Linked DNA regions of Anas platyrhynchos: region 1 is linked to region 2. The links are chromatin contacts, called in public Hi-C maps. All regions are on one chromosome and are shown on one strand. The core of a region is the stretch at or near the end of the contact, and the rest is flanking DNA. Distances in the headings are between cores, read along the strand shown.

The links. Hi-C and Micro-C count contacts between places; a contact is called where the count stands out from the background.
Region 1: a Hi-C map of liver shows a contact between it and region 2, with 4 times the contacts expected there. The contact joins two enhancer-like sites. A contact is called at or near these places in 5 of 8 Hi-C or Micro-C datasets (F1 follicle, liver, skeletal muscle and 1 more).

Annotation. Positions count from the first base shown.
Region 1 is chr4:37,563,018-37,568,443 of IASCAAS_PekinDuck_T2T, reverse strand. No RefSeq gene overlaps it. Among named protein-coding and RNA genes, the nearest start is that of TTC29, 61 kb to the left of the region's middle. Within about 2 kb of position 2,918, at least 2 of the 8 cell types and tissues checked have an H3K27ac peak or open chromatin away from gene starts, as enhancers often do.
Region 2 is chr4:37,383,645-37,388,653 of IASCAAS_PekinDuck_T2T, reverse strand. No RefSeq gene overlaps it. Among named protein-coding and RNA genes, the nearest start is that of TMEM184C, 8.4 kb to the right of the region's middle. Within about 2 kb of position 1,708, at least 1 of the 8 cell types and tissues checked has an H3K27ac peak or open chromatin away from gene starts, as enhancers often do.

The sequences.
Region 1 (5,426 bases), core at 1,669-4,168, 180 kb before region 2:
TATGCAGGTCTCATCTATACTGTCACCTTGCTTGTAAGTGTACAGAAGTCACTTTCAGCCATGTTACCTCTATCCCTGCATGAGGAGAAGCTGCCGTTTGCTGAAGTTTCTGCTTATTCCTCTGTAGAGATACTCACCTCTAGCTGCTGTGAACAATCCAGCAGCTTTGCATTATTCTGAAGACCTGGAATCTTTCTTGGTTTCACATCCCTTTGTCCCCAGTCCCCAGCCTGCGTAGCTTTCTTGGAGCTGGGCATTTGCTAATTAATGGTTTTCAGACTAGGGAGATAAGCAGCCTTTTCATTGACTTTATTTTGCTTGCCATAATTCCTTGATTCTTTTCATTAGGGATTTTTTTTTTCCTCCCAACTATAGTAATGAATTAAATCAGAATTTAGCAGAAAGTATGGAGATATTAATAAACAATGGCAATGTCCAAAGGTTGCTGCCAGGTTAATTCCAGATTGTTTATGCTATAGATTGGTTTTAGTGTAAAATTGCTGGTTGGTAATAAAATAATTACAAATCACTTTGTGTTTCTGGGCTAGTAAGATTCACTGCACATGCACTGATTAGTGAGTGCACAGGCACCCACATGCACATTAAATTTAATACCTCTTGGATCTACCAGAGTCACCACCAACATGGAGCAAAACTACATGCGAGCAGCTCTCAGTTTTCCAAAGTTTAGTTTATTTAATTGCACAGGCTACTGGCAAATTTAGGACCCAGTCCTGTACCTAGTGATTTGAGAAATACCCAGCTGGCACCAGAACTGGATGTTGCCTGTATGCTGTGCTTTGTGTCTAAACAAACACTTACTGAAGCAGTGATGTTGGCACATGACTGGAGGCTGTCCCAGTCAGTCTCGGTGTTTGATGAAGTTCATGGGAAGTTAACATTTGTCCAAAAACGCCAGAATTTGGCTTTAGTGAATAGGATGACTTTCACACTGTAAACAGGGGAAGCTGAGCTGCAGCTGCTGCTGTGCTTACAACAGAAGTTCTTTCAAATATCTGTCAGGAATTGAACATGAAACCCAATTCGGTGATGCTCCACAGACAGAATTCTGATATGGGAAATAAAGCCTCAGCTTTTAAAAAGTGTGTTTTCTTCTAATAGCTTGATGCAAATATAAGAGAAGTGAAATTATTTCAATCACAGCTCTTCATAACAACATGAATTACAGGGGATTGAACATCCATGCTGAATGGACCTCTTTGGAAGGAGCTCATCCCCTGTCCCTGTCCACAGCAACTAAGTCACACATGACTTCTCCAAAGATGTAAGAGTTTATTTCAGAAGAACAACTTCTGGATCAAAAGGCAGTTCAGTCTCTTTGCCTCTTAATTCCTTAATTTAGCTAGGAATTGCCAGGGATAACTAATTCTCATCTCTATCCCCCAGTAACTGTACTGTTGCCAAAAACTTGTTTAATAAATTAAGAATGATTACTTAAGCAGAAGTACTATAAGGTACAGGAAGTCAATGTATTAATTATGCCTTCTTTTAATTACTATTATTTTTTAATTCTGAAGGAATAGATTCCCTTATGCTATCATTATATCTGTCTAACAGGGTAAAATTCACCTTTCATGTGGAAAGTAAGTGCAAGACCTTCCGCTTTACCTATATGCAATCTTGATAGATTGCATATATCCTTCCTATCCTCAGTGGACAGAGAAAAAGCAGTTGACGGTCGGCATGTACAGAAGCAAAGAAAGAGCAAAAAGCAAGAAATCATGTATAGTCTCTATTTCTACAAATTCAGTGCCTCTAAACTGTCAGGAAAAAAGGGCAACTCTGCTAAAGCAGCAGCCACCTGGGAATAGCACTGATCTTCATACTTTAGCTTGAAGATGGAGAACATCTAAGTCCGTTTGTTCTTCATCAGGATAGTACAATTCCTGTCCCACCAAGGAAAATGATTTCACCCTCAGGTGATTGGCTTGATTTTTCTGCCTGCCATCAAACCAGAATTAAAATTCTCACCTTTTATAGTCTTTTTTATTGTTTGTTTCGGGAAGGGAAGGGAAGGGAAGGGAAGGGAAGGGAAGGGAAGGGAAGGGAAGGGAAGGGAAAGGGAAAGGGAAAGGGAAAGGGAAAGGGAAAGGGAAAGGGAAAGGGAAAGGAAAGGGAAAGGAAAGGAAAGGAAAGGAAAGGAAAGGAAAGGAAAGGAAAGGAAAGGAAAGGAAAGGAAAGGAAAGGAAAGGAAAGGAAAGGAAAGGAAAGGAAAGGAAAGGAAAGGAAAGGAAAGGAAAGGAAAGGAAAGGAAAGGAAAGGAAAGGAAAGGAAAGGAAAGGAAAGGAAAGGAAAGGAAAAGAAAAGAAAAGAAAAGAAAAGAAAAGAAAAGAAAAGAAAAGAAAAGAAAAGAAAAGAAAAGAAAAGAAAAGAAAAGAAAAGAAAAGAAAAGAAAAGAAAAGAAAAGAAAAGAAAAGAAAAGAAAAGAAAAGAAAAGAAAAGAAAAGAGGAACCAATAAAATAAAGCTGGTTTAATAATTTTTCTGGAGATTTTAAATGATACTCACTTTATCAAGGCTGATGAAAATGACAGTGGTGTCAGAGGGTAACAGGTTGCTAATAAATACAATAGTTTAGGAAAGTGCTATTCTTGTCATGGAAAAATATATTTTGAGAAAAATGATACTACTGTAATTCATTTCTGAAAGCTACAGAGACTTCTCAGATGAGGAATGCAGTTATTAAAGGCAAAAGTACACAATATGTTGTAATGAAATGGTTGTGCTGCACACTTCATTAAACGTTTTGTGAGCCATCTGGGAAATTCCAGCTCTCCCCCCTCGGAAAGAAATGTTTTACGTGGTTGGATCACTAGAGGGAGCACACGGAGCGAGGCTGGCACACAAAACCACACTGCCTTGGTGACTCCAGGCTGCGAGCAAGTGAGCATGGGAAAGATTAAGCAAGGGGCTACCGCAATGTGTGTTTATTCTTCTCCTGCAAGAAGTATGGTTACAGGGTTCATTGAGAAAGGCCTGAGCGCTCGCAGCTATCAAACAGAAGTTAACCCAGCAATGTTCTCTCTGAGCGACAGAGTTGGGAAAAAGCTGACAGGCTGCGTATTGCACGTGTCCATTGGAAGAAAACTGGCTGTCATACGAGATGCTGAAAAGCTTAAAAATTCAGAGAGCACAGTAGGGAGTCTTCCAGAAGGATTCAAAGAACTGATATGTTTTGGATGTGTTGATCTGCTTGATTTACAATATTTAAAAGTGGAAAATAAAAGGGAAGAAACAGTCAAATTTCATATGAACCTCTGAAGACCAGGAGAAAAGAAATGGCTGAAATGCAGATATATTGGAGTAACTATGATATTTGTATGATCATTTCAAAAGTTAGTAATTTGTGTAAAAAAAAATAAAGAAAAACAAAATTCTAACTGTGCTTTAACATTATGAGAATAATTGCTGAAATAGTACTGTTCACAATGTGTGTTTTACCTTTTGTTCACTCTAATGCACCACTCCTTTTCAAAGAGCAGCAAAAGCTACATTGCAGACAGAAGCAATGCAGGAGAAGCTGCCCTCCTACCACAGAAGCAAGCCAGTGAATTGCTGAAGTGCCGTGTCTTTAACAGAATGTAGAGCCATGCAGAAAGCTTGAGGCATACACCCAGCAGTGAATAAAGCAAACACAGAGATGTTGTTGTATAATGTCCCAAGAAATTATTTTTTTCTATGTAAATCATCGAAATGTCTCATTTTGCTCAGTGTTTATCAATGCCTGTAGCCTATGAACTTCATTTTTTATCCTTAGCCTGAATTGCAATATGCTAACTTGAATAAATGTAGCATAAAATACAGATTGGAATTTTAAATGAATACTTTTCTTGGCATTTTAAAAAGTAGTTTCTTAGAGTAATTGCACTAATAGGTACCTCTGGCCACATCCATGGACTTGCACTCGGGAGGCCCCTGTGGATATGAGCAGCACCGGGCACCAGAAGTGCACCATCTGGCACCCCCAGGCATCGCTCCGTTTTGCATTGAGCCCAGTGAAACTCTGCGCACAGACCGGCTGCAGCTCAGGTGCATCTTGCTCCCTGCTCCCCAGTGGATGGGATGGCACTGTCGCACCCCGACACACTGTGCTGAGCACTATGTGTGCATGTAAAATACAGTATTTCAGTCTTTAACATTTGTAATAAAAGATACGCACATATAATAAAACTTCCTGTCTCTTTCCCTCTGTACGTGTACATATATATATACATAAATATGCAACACTAAGTCTGAAGTACATAAAGATTTTAGAGTCATTCACTCACAAACTGACAAAAACATCTGCAAAACTAAAGGAAGCACCTCTATTAAGGTTGCTCACACAACCTTCAGTTTCTCCATGAAATTGCAGTATGGTACAATCTGGAAATGTCATTATCACCTTTTTTTTTTTTTTTTCCCCTATAAAATCACTGCCTCATTCAGCAAATGTTTACATATTAAATACTGTTCAATGAATGGATCATTCCAAACCTTATTCTCACACACTCTCCATTCCTGCAGTGGGAATAAAATTACTGATTTTTGTGTCACCAAGTCAGTGGTGCTTTACAGCAAGAATGCATGTATTTTCATATATACCACCTCCACCAGCAAAAATATATATATTATTATTCCTGCTTTATAGATGGAGAACTAAAATTCATCTTAGTTAACTGAGGCCATTTTTTTTTTTTTTGGTCCTGTAACTTCCTCCTGAATTTACCATTTATCTTCCAAATGGGACAGTAAAAAAGAGGCAGGAGTCCTACAGACACAAGTCTTGTCTTGTCCCTTTTTCCTGAGCACTGTTCATCTTGGCCATGGCATTGAGTGCAATGCCACATGAAATCTAAGTTAGCCTAGACCTGTGACTAGCATCCAAACTATTTATCCTGCTCCCAGCTGCAAACACAAATATACATGCTGGTCAGACAAAATCAGCTTACCTTCAAGCAGATTATGCGTGAGTCTGAAACGCCTCTCTGGCACAGGGGGGACAAGAACAAATTAACCATACACTGCAGAGAAATCTGTGAATGGCAAACTTTGTTGACTGCTATTTCCCTAGAAAATTAAACAAGCCTCCTGAGGGGGTAATTACAAAGTATACTACCGGTGCAGATTTTGGAAGATGGAGAAAGCAGGAGGAAGTACTGGGAGCCCAGCCCCTCTTGGAACTCCTCTTGGTGACAAGGAATGTGCTCCCATGTTACGAGGTGGGCTTGCCTGTGCACCAGTTTAAAACAAGGCATCACACATCCCTCTGCTTCCCATGTGCGTGCTCCTTGGAAAAGCCCAAGGAGGAGAATTTTGCCTCCCTGTTCAATTTTTATTTGCAAAGCTAAAAAACTCTGCAGAGAACTGAAGTGAATAGCAAAGTCAAGTGTAACACGGCTTCTGGCCTTTCTCTCTTCAGTTCTC
Region 2 (5,009 bases), core at 459-2,958:
GAATTTCTTATATTTGTAAGAAAACTGAGGAAAAATATTGCTGGGTTCATTCAGAGGCTAATTTCTATATTCTAAGTATTTTGAAATACTGTATTGCAGCATCTAGCATTCAAAGTTTACTGAAGTTTTGTGGGAAAAGAGCTTTTTGGCAGCATCCCAGTCCATAAGGGTCTGAGAATGATGTGCCAGAAAGACTCAGGAGGCCTAAAAAGCCACTTTAAAATATGGAAGAGGGTTTGTTTTGTTTTGGGTTGTTTTCTTTTTCTTTTTCTTTTTTTTTTTTTTTCTTCTTTTTCTGTTAGAGGCCCTGTTCAGGGTCTTTAGGTCTGTTTCAGGGATTTCTCTAAGCTGCAACACAAAAGTAAGGAATTCATTACAGGCACTCATAGAGCCTCTAATACTATCATGTTCAAATAACACTTTTGCATTAGAAAAGTTTTGGTTTTATGTGTTTTCATGGCAATTGACAAACTTTTTTTTCCTCCAATAATAACTAATAGCTATCTATCTGAGATGCATTTAGTGCAAATATTATCGTTCAGTCATGCTACAGCCTATAATGTTGGCAAGGATCAAATCTATTTTCATCTTCATAATTCTTCACATTTCTCTATACCAACATTCTTCAACAAGTAAAAACCTCGTTTTTACAACTTTACTCCATAATGACTGACGAGTCATATGCACGAACTGTTACAAATATTTCAGTTAAACATATGCATGCCAGTATAACAGCAAAGTCAGGCATATATTCTGGAAAGAAAAGCCTATTTACTTTTCTTGTCCTCATTTTAGCAGCCCTTTCAGACACTTAACAGATCACATCTCAAAGCACTTGAATTTAAATCAATTTTAATTAATTCGTTTTAGAGAACTGAGATAGGTATTGACTTGGCAAAAATAGCTGGTTTGATAAATCACAGCAAAAACGCATGGGTACTAAGTATACTTGGAACTATACACAAAACTTCTCAAAATGTTTCTTCTTCCATTAATATTCAGAGCCTAAGTCTGACTTGACTAACAGCACAAGGATTTTCCCTTTGATTTCTGAAGAAAAAGATCAGGCTCCAAATACGTTTCTTACCCAGTTGTTTTAAGAACTGATCACAAACATGGAGAGAAATGGAACAGAAAGGAACAGGAAGGAACAGAGGGAGAGAGAGAGAGAGAGAAAGAAAGAAAGAATGGAAGAGAGAGTTTGTGTTTGCCTTATCCTATATTAGGATCCCTATTGCTGAACCTAGGACAGATCTAGAAAAAGACAAAGCACTGCACTCCTAAATACCACATCTGATTTTCATCTTCCTGGCTCATATAATTGAATCCAGAATCCTGTATAGAGAATCTTCTTGCAGTGCATGCAGGAAAGTACATGCGTGTGGAACATTTACAAAAATCATTATGTTCTATAAGAAGCCAATTAAGTAAGCAGGCACTCACTCAAGAGCACTCTATCCTGGGTTCTAGTCCCAACTCCTCCAAGTATTTTTGTGCTTATTCAGGACTATTTCTCTAGTTTCTGTAAAAAAAAATGACAAGTTACTCTTTCTCACCAGTGCATCTTAACTGCAAGACTTAAATGGTGAATAGTGAACATCACTGGAAAGTGAAATTGAAGACTGAAGAATCTTTCCTACATTCTAGAGTCTGCTGCCTGCTGGCTACAGCATACTCCAAAGGAAGGGTTGAGCCCTTTCAGACAGACGAGGGAATTGAACCTGGATCTCATCCACATTTCTGTCTGTTCTAAGCACTCAGCTCCAGTCTGAAGGGAAACAGATTTTTCCACTGTGGGGCCAGCTGTTGCTGCAGGGTCCCAGCCTACTAGGCATCTTCAGAACTCACCTACTGGACTGAACTCTCCAGGGAGACATACAGAGGAATGCTTAATTTCTGGACACATATTGAACGTTAGCTGAGTTAATTAATAGGCTACTCAGCCCTATTAACGCTTAACTACCTTTGAGAGGATGAAAGAGCATTGCTGGACTGCTCTTTTTATTATGCACCTCGCGATAAAAATGCCTGAGCTTCCACAAAAATGTAGGTACTTCAAGTGTGAAGTGGCAGATATGTAAATACTTTTTAGGACTGCAATTTTGATATAGGGCACCCAAATTCCACCTGACTTCAACATCAGGTGTTTACGTCCTTTTCTGGGTGTCATCCCAGACTAGAATCAACTGCTGAGAAATAATCATAATATCTGCATAAGGCTGATTTTCAGAATGATTTAAATAATTAATCTTCATATTGCTCCTAAACAAATATTATTTCTTTTTCACGTCTATATATATCATGTGATAAATCGTCATAGGCTACAAGTGAATTGGTATCAAAATTAGAATTCTAATGGAAGAATTCTTGGTTCTCAGATGAGAATGCAGTTCCTGCCTCTCAGAAGTTAAGAGCAGAGAGAAAACATGTTCTTCAGAAGAAGTAGCTGTTATGCTGACAGGTTTTAATTAGCTACGGACTTTTTCTCTTTAAATGGTTTATCCTGTGTTTTTGTTGTTGCTGTTTGGTTGTTTTTGTTTTTTTTACTTCCAGAGAATACACAAAATTTTGCAGTGCTAACTTTCACTTCTGGTAGGCCATTAGCATCATCAATAGGTAAATAACTGTGGAAGCATGATTTAAACTTATCTTTAGTAAACTTCACTTTCTGAGTATCATCAGAAGTGATTGGACATACTACATTTAATAGTACACAAACGACAAAAAAAAAATTTAAAAGGCTTATTAGATCACTTAATTGCTACCAATAATGAAAAGTGTTGTCTATACACAAGTAGGATAGGATGTTTTCTCCTTTTGTTGCTGAAGGAAATCTGTAATTTTGAATGCCTGCAAGAATTGTCGGTAGGTTGAAAGGACTGCCAACTACCACCCCCTTCACAGCATATTCTTGGCTTTCACAGCTATAATAGATCCTTCTGTAAATTCTCATGTGTGGCTCACCAATGTGCTTCCTACATACACAACTGAAAGAGTATGTTAGCCACTACAAAGTGACAAGTGCAGGAAAAGCCTAACGTGAAACAATTTCTAGGTTAAAGTATACAAAAAATATTGTTGTGACAATTGGCAAATTTCAACAACCATGCATCCAATGTTTCCAGGGTAACAATTTTGAGAAAACTACATTTTCATAAACACACATTGTTTTACAACTCATGATGCAGCGTAACAACAGATATCCACAAATCTTCATTGACCACTGTTTGGTACAGGTTTACATTTACCACAAGCAACAGAAAAGCAAGAATATATGCTGTGTTATAGAACACATTTAATTATTTTTGTGTAAAAATGTTGCATGTATTTGCAGATATATGCAAATGATGACTTACCACAGAAACCAAAAAAAAACCAACAAACAAAAAAAAAACTATAATTCTAATAATAGATATTTAGTAAATTGAATATGGTTGTGGCTGTGACATTCTTTTAATCTCTTGGTACATGTATGACTGTGAAGGATATTTGCATAATAGGAATTTTTTTTTTCCAATAGATCAAATACCAAATCCCTTTCCTTACAAAAACACGTATTTTGTACTTTTTTTTTTTTTCCTGATATATCCAAATGAGAACACTAGGGTTTTATGTTTACATCACGCTTGAGAATTTTGAAACTTCAGTCTCTTAAATACAGGGGCTTCAATTTTAGACCGACAGCACAACCTAGTGGTTACTCACACTGTTCTGTAGCATTCTGATACACGATACCTCCTCAGCTGTGCCTACCTAAATAAACTTCACGTGTCCTTCAGTGTATGCACTTTCCTTCTTTACGCTTTATAGAACAACAAAGAAGGAAGTTGGGATTTTGGAAGAAAATGTCATTTAATAAAACTGAGATAATTCAGGAACATGGAAGATTTTAAAATTGCTTCTATATACCTTTCAAACAAAACCATATTTCTGAGTATGAACATCAACATTTTAGTTGTTCTTAGCCAGCACATACAATGAAGAACAGTGTAGTTTGTCCTTTCGTTTCATTTTCCAATAGGAAAAAATTATCTCTGTTTTTGTTTCATTTTTACCTGACCAGCTTTAACTGGGTAGTATGATTAAAAGGCTATACAAGTTACTAAGTACTTACCTAGTCAAAAAAGCTACAAATGTAGTCATCAAAACCACACCTATCATAGTGTTTTGATGTGTTTTTTCTTTATTTTTTTTTATTTTGCCAGTCAAGTTTGTTTATTTTGCAGTACAATCAGGTAACTGTCTGTTGAAGCAGAAAATAATCAAAATCAAAGAGAATCAAGAGAAGTAAATCAAATGTCACCTAAACATGTTAAAACAGTATTTTTTAACAGCCCCATTTACAAAACTTTGACTTTTTATGTGGATGGCTGTAAATGATTACTGTTTTCATATGGGACATCTACAGAAAATCTTGAAGGTATTGTTCCCCAGGTGAGTTCATAGTTTTGTATAGCTGCAAAATCTTTCAGCATATTTCTCATTCTCTGATCACTGAAATATCAGATTTGGAATGATGGCCTTCTCAGTAGTATCAGATATTTGTCTCTTAAAGGAACAGAACTGTAACTGGAGTGCTGTATCCCTGACAGGCTGGATAGACTGAATGACCGTTTGCCTGCTGAGCATCTGCTTCTTGCTGTAGAGCAGTTCTCTCTTAAGCCGGGATTAGTCAGGTGGAAGCAGACTTTCCCAGCAGGATGAAAGGGATTGTGGATCTGACCTTTCCCTGTGGCTCTTTCCTCATACTTGGGTTCATATATTTCTTTCCCCTTTCTGAATCAGTTTCAGTAACTCTAGAGTAATTTTATTGCCTGAATTTGGGTATTTTGCTCACTGTCAAAATGTTTAAATCATATTAGTATGAGAAAACATTTTCTAGTACTAATAACAATTCATGTATTTCTGAGAGTATGTTTTCCAAATGGTATGTTGGGACACTCAATATATTTTGCTAAAGCTCAAAAATCAGAACTCAGTTAAGAGTTTCCCTAGTTTTTAGTTTAGCT